2 separate regions of the Podarcis muralis genome follow, and region 2 is linked to region 1. A link is a contact called in public Hi-C data. All regions are on one chromosome and are shown on one strand. The core of a region is the stretch at or near the end of the contact, and the rest is flanking DNA. Distances in the headings are between cores, read along the strand shown.

Region 1 (4,165 bases), core at 777-3,276:
GGCAAATCTGGCTTGCGCTCTTAAGCACCTACGGAAAATTTGGCATTTTGTGTCTTCAGAATATAAATATTCAGGATTCACCAGTGATATGAGCTGATGGGTGTGCTTTTGGGGGGGTGTCTTGCGGGCCAAACTGAACCCCCAGTTGGCCAAGACTGGCCCAAGGGCTGCTTGTTCTCCTGCTGTAGTCAATAAGTGCAATTGCCAACGAGGTTGGCACTGCCAGGCCCATGCCCATGGGCATGGCAGGGGCCTCCTAGTTAATCCCCGGAGCCTTCTTGACCTGTTGCTGCCCATCGCTGTTGCTGCCACCTCTTCACTTGCCCTCTCCAGGGGAGCAAGCCATGAAAGGAGCCAGAGGAAGGAACCACCAGCGGCTCACTCCTTATCCTCTGGTGGATTGGGCCCAGAGGCAAAGCAGGCCAAGTGAATGGGCAGTTGTGACGGTGTCAAGGTGGATGGGGTGTCCTCCGGCAGTACTGCAAGAGCATCTTGTCCTCGGCCCGCTCAGAACCTAGATCCAGCCTGGATTGCTGCTCCATTGAATGCCGAGGGGTTAAAGGAGAAGGAAAATGGCTTCACTTCAACAAATGTTTCGAAGTTCCTGCTCAGATTGGACCACTTTGGCAAGGAGTGGCTCGGTTTGGGAGGCCGCTCCCATGCCCCATTGTGCTGACAAGGAGTCCTTAATTCGGGGTTTCGGTTGCACAAAGCTCCTACTCGCTTTCCACACAAACCTTTTAATTTCTTACCACAAAGGAATTTGCAGCTCCAGGGCAACGGCAAAGCTTTACAAGCGGAAGGAAACCAAAAAACACACACACAAATGTTGTCTTTTACTGACTCAACTGCATCGAGCACAAGAAGAGCTTGCTGGATTAGGCCAATGGCCCATCTAGGCCAGCATCCTGTTCTCACAGTGGTTGACATGCCTGTGGGGAACCTGCAAGCAGCACCTGAGCACAAGAGCTCTCTCCCTGCTCTTATGCTACCCAGTGACTGGTATTCAGAAGCATTGCTGCCTCTGATTTTGGAGGCAGAGCATAACCACCATGGCTCGTAGCCATTGATAACCTTCTCCTCCATGAATTTGTCCCATCCTGCTTTAAAGCCATCCAAGTTGCTGTGGGAATGAGTTCCACAGTCTGTGAGTCTTAAGTACAGTGGTACTTCGGTTTACATACGCTTCAGGTTACATATGCTTCAGGTTACAGACTCCGCTAACCAGAAATATTACTGCGGATTAAGAACTTTGCTTCATCATGAGAACAGAAATCATGCTCTGGCGGTGCGGTGGCAGCAGGAGGCCCCGTTAGCTAAGGTGGTGCTTCAGGTTAAGAACAGTTTCAGGTTAAAACGGATCTCTGGAACGAATTAAGTACTTAACCCGAGGTACCACTGTATTGTGGCAAACTGAAGTCTATCAAGAGACCCTGATCCTTGTTTTCATGAATGTTTAGGGAATGGCTGTGATTGTGGAGAAATTGCACTCTACATACGTTCAGAGGCTACCGGTAACTCATTTTAATTATCCCATCCCACATTCCAGGGCTGAGACCAGGGCTGGCATTGCCATCAAGTTCCAGGGCTAGACTCAGGCTTGGAGTGAAGCCTAGGAAATGTCAGAGAAGTGTGTCAACTACTTTAATAAAACTAATAATTAATAACAATAACAGGAAAGGCTTGTTTATAAAATGAAGAGTGCCATTGAAGATCATTGCCAGGGAAGTTGGCGCTTTCTGCTCCTGGAATGTCTCAGGTGGGAGAATCGGCTGTGCTTATTCAGCAGTAAAATAATTGCACTCTGTGTACGGTCAGAGATGGTTAAAATTTAAAGAATATCAGACAGTGACTCTTGGTCTCTTACAGCTTTTTATCACCATGGTTCACCCACGAAATATGAGCAATTTTCTCTCCATTTTCTGGCATATAATTTGGGTTGGTTTCTACTTTGTGATTTTGGTATCTTTTAAAATAAATAACTTTTCCATTCCCTCTCTTTTTTCTTTTTTTTTTTTAAAGCGAGTTGCATCTACATGACGGAGGAAGGAGCACAGAGGGAAGGCTGAACGTCTAATTTATTTTTAGCAGCCAATTGGAACTTTTTTCCCGAGATGAAGGAGGGAAAGGGGAAAAAAAATTGGTGGTGTACGAGAGAGGCCAGCAGAAGACAGTGTAACCTTTGAGGCTCTGCTGCTTCTGCAAACGCCACCACTCAGCTGCTGAGGCGAGGGTCCAAATGTCCAAACGGCCTCGGTTTTCTTTCGGGACGTCCTGCTACTAGTGCGGATTCTGACTGGAGTGATAATGATGGGGCCATACAGCTGCTCCTGCTACCTCTTCCTTCTCCTGCTACCAGGTACCCTTATTCCAGAATATTTAAGCTCATTTTAAAAGACGGAAAGGCTAGGTGGCTGAAGAATTATCCTGAAGTTAGGAGAGAACTGGGGAATGGAAGGGAGGCAGCTCTATTAAGATACAGTACAGGTTTACTGGATGTCATTAAGGGCTCCTGAGTGGGAGGAAAGCAGAACTGACCCAAGGGGAGACCATGTCTCAATCATGCTGCAATGGACTGGTTGTGCAACCAGCCATTCAAAATTCCTTGTGCCTTCCTTTGGCTTAGCTTCTCTGCAAATGGTTGTTGTTGTTGTTGTTTTTAAATCTTTTTATTTTAAGCGTTTCGATGTTTTTTTTAAGGCTGACTCATCAGCAAAAAACCGCTCTCTGAGTGGTTTACAAACCACTACAAAAGAGGCAGTCCTTGCCTTCAGGCTTAGAATCTGAAAGAGACACAGCACAGAAGGAAAATGGTTGGGAGGGAGGAGGTAATACACAAGCTCAGGTTCAAGTTGGAGGTAGTGATGGCCACCAAGCTGAATGGCTTTAAAAGAAAACTGGACGAATTGATGACGGACAAGGCTATCAATGGCTGCTAGCCACAATGGCTACGCTCTCTATGGTTGGTGGCAGTCATGCTTCTGAATACCAGTTGCTGGAAGCAAGAGGGTTCTTGTGTTCAGGTGCTGCTTGTGGGTTTCCCACAGACAGCTGTTGGTCCACTCCATTGTTGCCAACCTAGCAGTTCAAAAGCACACCAGTGCAAGTAGATAAATAGGTACCGCTGCAGCAGGAAGGTAAGCGACGTTTCTGTGCACTCTGGTTTCCGTCATGGTGTTCTGTTGCGCCAGAAGCTGTTTAGTCATGCTGGCCACATGACCCGGAAAAGCTGTCTGTGGCTGAATGCCAGCTCCCTTGGCCTGAAAGTGAGATGAGCGCTGCAACCCCAAAATCGCCTTTGACTGGACTTAACCGTCCAGGGGTCCTTTACCTTACTTTACCTTACCACTTTGAGAATGAGATGCTGAACGAGATGGGCCACTGCCCTGATCCAGTAGCCTTCTTCTTATGTCCTTCTTATGTTAAATCAGTGCCTTAGAGCATTCATACAAAGAGCTTCACATCCATGATATCAGTAATCCCTGTGACAACACTGTGAGGTAGCCCTGAAGCATTATTTTAACATTAGAAATGAAGGTATTGAAGTGGTGGACAAGATCCAACATCACACCCTGGGATGTTACGGGGTCTCCCCTTCCTCTCTTCTCCTCTTCAGCGCCCACCCACCCAAATCTGCTCCAGAGTTCCCCTACCCTGTGGACCAGATTTGGGGGAGGGGGCTAGGAAGCTGCTGAGGGGAGAGAAGGGGAACTCCTCTTTGACCAAGCAGGATGTCACAACTGGATAACCCCGAGAGATAAAGTCATGACAGGGGCAAGAACTTGTGTCATCTTAAAAAGTAACATATTAATTACGGCATGAGCTTTCACAGACTACTTCATCATGCCTGAAGTGTTGTCCTGAGCTATAGGTATAAAGACACATCTTTTTTGGAGGGGAACCAGGGATTGCAAATGGGTTGGAGGGAAATGAAATGTGGAAAACTATTACCTTGCTATACATAAAAGTATATAGCAGTGTTCACCCACCTGGTGCCCTCCAGATGTTTTGGACTACAACTCACATCAGCCCCCGCTAGCACAGCCATGCCGTAACCCAGCATGTTATGGTTTCAAAGTCCACAATAAAAAGTCACCAATTTAATCTTAGATTTGCTCACACAGAGACCACAAAAGTAACCTGGAGGGAGATTAACTAGGAGTGG
Region 2 (4,165 bases), core at 984-3,483, 200 kb after region 1:
TCAGTTGCTGCCTCTCAGCCTAACCTACCTAACTGGATTGTTGTGGGGAATAAATGACAAAGGGGAGAACCATGTACACTATGGAGTTCCTTGGAGGAAAAGATATAAATGCAGTAAAATAAATACTGGAGGCGACGACAAGCGGGTAATGGTGATTAAAGCCCAATGTCAATGTTTTTCTTCCTGGACACAGCAATGCAGGATAAAGAGAGGCTGAAATACAGACAAATGCCCTTAACTCACAGCTCAGTTAAAATGAGGGTTGTGCTGGCTGGGGCTGCTGGGAATTGAGGACCAAGGCACCCAATTGGGGAAGGCTGAAGCAAAGATCGAAAAACCCTGGAATTTTTGGATTTATCTACCTTAACCACTAGTCAACACTCCCTCAGATTCCGCCCTCCTTTCCCCTAAGAATCCAGGAGTTGTCAGGGCTCAACCTGAGGTCTCTCCTCAGAGGGAGGAGCAGGACCCTCCGGCAGATCCCCACAGGGTCAGCGATCCCCGAGGGGCCAACCGATGACCCAGATATCTCTGCTTGAGGACCAGCTCCAGTATCACGGGCTCCTGGCCGGCTCTCAGGTCCCCTCTCCACAAAAAAACTCCTACCCCAGAGCAGAGGGAATGGTGAGTCAGGCAGAAAGGTGAAGGTTGACTACTCAAGAGGAGGGGAAAGTACACGGAAGCATCATAAGAACATATGAAGAGCCTGCTAGATTAGGCCAATGGCCCATCTCGTTCAGCTTCTCAGAGTGGCCAAAGAGATGCCCCAATGGGGAAACCCAACAACATGATTTGAGCACTCTCCCCTCCTCTAGCAACTGGTATTCAGAAGCATTCCTGCCTCCAACTGATGAAGCAGAGCACAGCCATTATGGCTAGTAGCCATTGATAGTCTTCTCCTTCAGGAATTTGTCCATTCCTTTTAAAGCCATCCAAGTTGGTGGCTTGCAGGAGTGAGTTCTATAATAGCTTAACTATATGCAGCACATAGTTAAACTATGGTACTCCCTCCCACAGGAGGGAGCGATGGCCACTAACTTGGATGGTTTTGAAAGAGGATTGGGCAAACCCACGGAGGAGCTGAAGACTATCAATGGTTACTAGCCTCCTCTGGGAAGCCCTCAAGGAGGACCTGAGCACAACAGCACTCTCCTCAGTTGTGGATCCCAGTAAGTGTTGAGTGGAGGCAGAAAATAGCCATTGTGGCTGGTAGCCACTGGCAACCTCATCCTCTGGCCTTCAGCCAGGGGGACTGGCAGGAGGGATGGAACAATCTCTTGCCAACCAGCTTATTCATCTGCATGGAGTTTCCAGTCACATTGTGGCGACCAGGAAAGCTGTTGTATACAGAAGAGCTGGAAAGACTTTCCTAATATCAGCAGTGATACAAAGCAGATGCACAATTCCTTGGGGTGCAAATATGGCCTTATGTTATCCAAAAGGGATTGTCGGTGAGAAGGATCTGGAGGCACCCACAGATTTAATAGCACCAAAATGTTATTTCTACTTACTGGCTGAAAACACACAAAAAGGAGTTACCAGTATTGTCAGAGGGGTTCAAAAGGACCTCACCAATGGCATGTATGGCTAAGAGCACAATCCTGCACATGCTTGCTTGGAAGTAAGTTCCATTAAGTTCAGTGGAAATAACTCCAAGTAAAATGTGTCTGAGATAGCCTCAGTGGCTATCCAAGTGGGCATGAGCTCCAAGTTCTGTCCATTCTTTATTGAGAGTAACTCCTCCACAGAAGGATTTACTTCTGAGTCACCACGCACAGGATGAAATTTTCAAGGGGTGGGGGACTTACTTTAGAAAGAAACTTTGCAAGATTGCAATTTAGTTTTGTTTTTAGCCATGTTTTGGAGTAGCAAGGTAATGTTTGCCTCTCTCTGTTTAGGAAGAAAGGAAGAAAGAAAACAACAGGTGCAAAGATTAAAATGTGTGGGCCTCCCCTTTCCGCAGTCAAAAGCCCCCTTCCTTGGCCTTGATCGAAAAATGAGGGCCCCTTTCCACCCTGCTCCACGTGGACCCCTTTGCTATCCCCCACCAGTGCCCCCCCGGGCAATCTCGCTTCCTAGCAACGGGTCTCCCAGGACAACCGGGATGAGGACCAACTTGGTACCAGCTGCTCTTTGATCCCTCCCCCACTTCTCCTGCTTCTGGTAGGTTGCAGCCTGGGGGGGGGGGAGGAGGGAAGTTGCCTGGTAATCTGAAATCCAGACTTAAAAATGTGTGTGTGTGGGGGGGTGAGCACTCTTTTTAAAGCACAAAGGGTAGAATCAGATGTGAAAACAATACGGATTTCCTTTCCTGACACAGTGGGGCTGCCTGCCTCCCTGCCCTGGTTACTGAGAGGCAAAGGTTTTCCCAAAATCTGGCTCTTGGGTAAGGTGCTCCATCACTCTTTCTGCCTCTGCATCCCGAGAAGGAAGCGGGGAGACTCCATCCCAGCTGCTTCAAAGACCAGGCACAGGCAACTCCCTCCCCCCAACCAGAGCTTGGGTAGGAGGAGCTTCAGGCACTGGAAGGGGAGGGGCCAAGCCCAGCGGAGCCGTCCGCTCCGGAGAGCTAAGCCTGCTTCAGTCCGGAGGGGTGGGGTGGCGTCTGGGGGAAAAGATTTGATGGAGAGGCCAAACTGAAAGAACCCTGCTTGCAAACTGCTGGCTGGTCCCCTCCCAGCCCCTTGCCGGACCGCCAGGAAGGCAGGCAGAGAGACAAAGAGCCTCTTGGAGGAGGACCCAGGAGGACCGGAGGAAAAGAAGGGCGGTGGATCTGCAGAAGAAACAGGATCTGGGGACGCCCTGAAGGGGTGTGCAAAAGGTCGTTGTTCCTGGAAGGGCCCTGAGAGTCTCTGAAGGCGCCAGGAATTAGATCCCACGTTCTGCAAAGGCAGAAAACGGCGGGCTTCAAGAAGGAGGGAAGGATAAACGGAAATCTAGGATCTAATGCCTTGGAGACATCCCAACCCCAAAGGTTCTCGGGGTCTGAAAGCCAAGTCAAAAGATCTAGCACCGAATGGTCTGCCCACCAGGAATCCAGTAGGGTGGAGGATTAGAACCCGGAACTCCAGAGGGCACAGAACTGGGATATAATCTGGAACTGTCAAAGACTGGACAGCTAGAAGGGCAAGAAGCTAAAGGGTGGGTGGTGGAATCCCAGCCTCTTGGCTGGACCAACGAGCTCAATTCTGGAATTTCCAGGGTAAGGTGTTTTTTAAAAAAAAACAACAAACAACCCCCCTCTGGATTCTTCAAGAACTGTGGATCTAGAACTAAGATCCAGAAAAGCAAGAGAGATATCAAGATCAGAAATGGACCATGTAGAACCTGGAATGGGCCTGTCCTGGGAGATCTAGAACCTTGGAATGAAGAAATCGAAGGGATCTAGACTTATCTGGAAACTGAGAGCTGAGTGGCATGGAACCCAGGAGTCCTGAGGGGTGAAGGGGACCTGGAAGGAAAGTGGGGTGCATTCAGGGTCCAGGAACAGTGACCGGGACACAGGAGCTGGAGGGCAAAGCAGACTGAGCCCAGGAATTTGATTTGGGCATCTGCCACCTTGGGAGGACCTGGAGCCTCCGAGCCCAGGAAGGGTCAGAGGCAAGGTGGCCCAGCCTGAGTCCTGGTGAGCGAAAAGGGTCAAAGAGCAGAGACCCTGGGAGCAGAGAGCACCCCGAGTCACAGAGAGCTCCACTAACAGCAGCATCTTGAGGAGGGTGGCACGGATGCCCTCTCCCATGTCTGCCTGAGCGCTGCAGCATTTCCTGAGTCTGATTCCTTTGGCTGGGGGGGGGGCGACGGTGGGGGGGAAGGATGTTCTGCTGCCTGCGTCTCCGATGCCACCTCCAGCCACGCTGAACTTTTGCTTGCCACGCAGCAGCAGCAGCACCAGCCGCCGTGCAGGCAAGGGGGCTCCGCTGCGGTTGGGCCCCCCTCCATGGCACCCGGAGGAGCAGAGGGTTCAGGGGGCACCTGGGGGCCGCGATCCGGCCAGGAGAGCCTGAGCGAGAGGCAGGGGGCTCAGAGAGGCGGGGAGATGGAGCAGGATGGCCGCGGCTGCTCTCTGGGCCCCTGAGACACTGAGCAGAAGGTAAAAAGGCATCTGGGGCGAATGGATGGGGGGGGGGCAGAAATGTGATGTGTGTCTGTGTGTTGGGGTGTGTGT

What was found. A called contact is a pair of places that touch in the nucleus more often than the background predicts.
Region 2: a Hi-C map of tail shows a contact between it and region 1, with 7 times the contacts expected there. The contact joins the promoter of LRFN4 here to the promoter of ITGA10 in region 1. A contact is called at or near these places in 2 of 3 Hi-C or Micro-C datasets (blood and tail).

What each region holds. Positions count from the first base shown.
Region 1 is chr16:16,920,327-16,924,491 of rPodMur119.hap1.1, forward strand. ITGA10 (integrin subunit alpha 10) reads left to right here and starts at 2,027. Exons shown (of 30, transcript XM_028710249.2): 1 at 2,027-2,359. The coding sequence starts at 2,308.
Region 2 is chr16:17,119,802-17,123,966 of rPodMur119.hap1.1, forward strand. It overlaps LRFN4 (leucine rich repeat and fibronectin type III domain containing 4), which reads left to right and starts at 2,234. Exons shown (of 3, transcript XM_028710553.2): 1 at 2,234-4,090. All of the region lies in intron 11 of PC (pyruvate carboxylase), which reads right to left.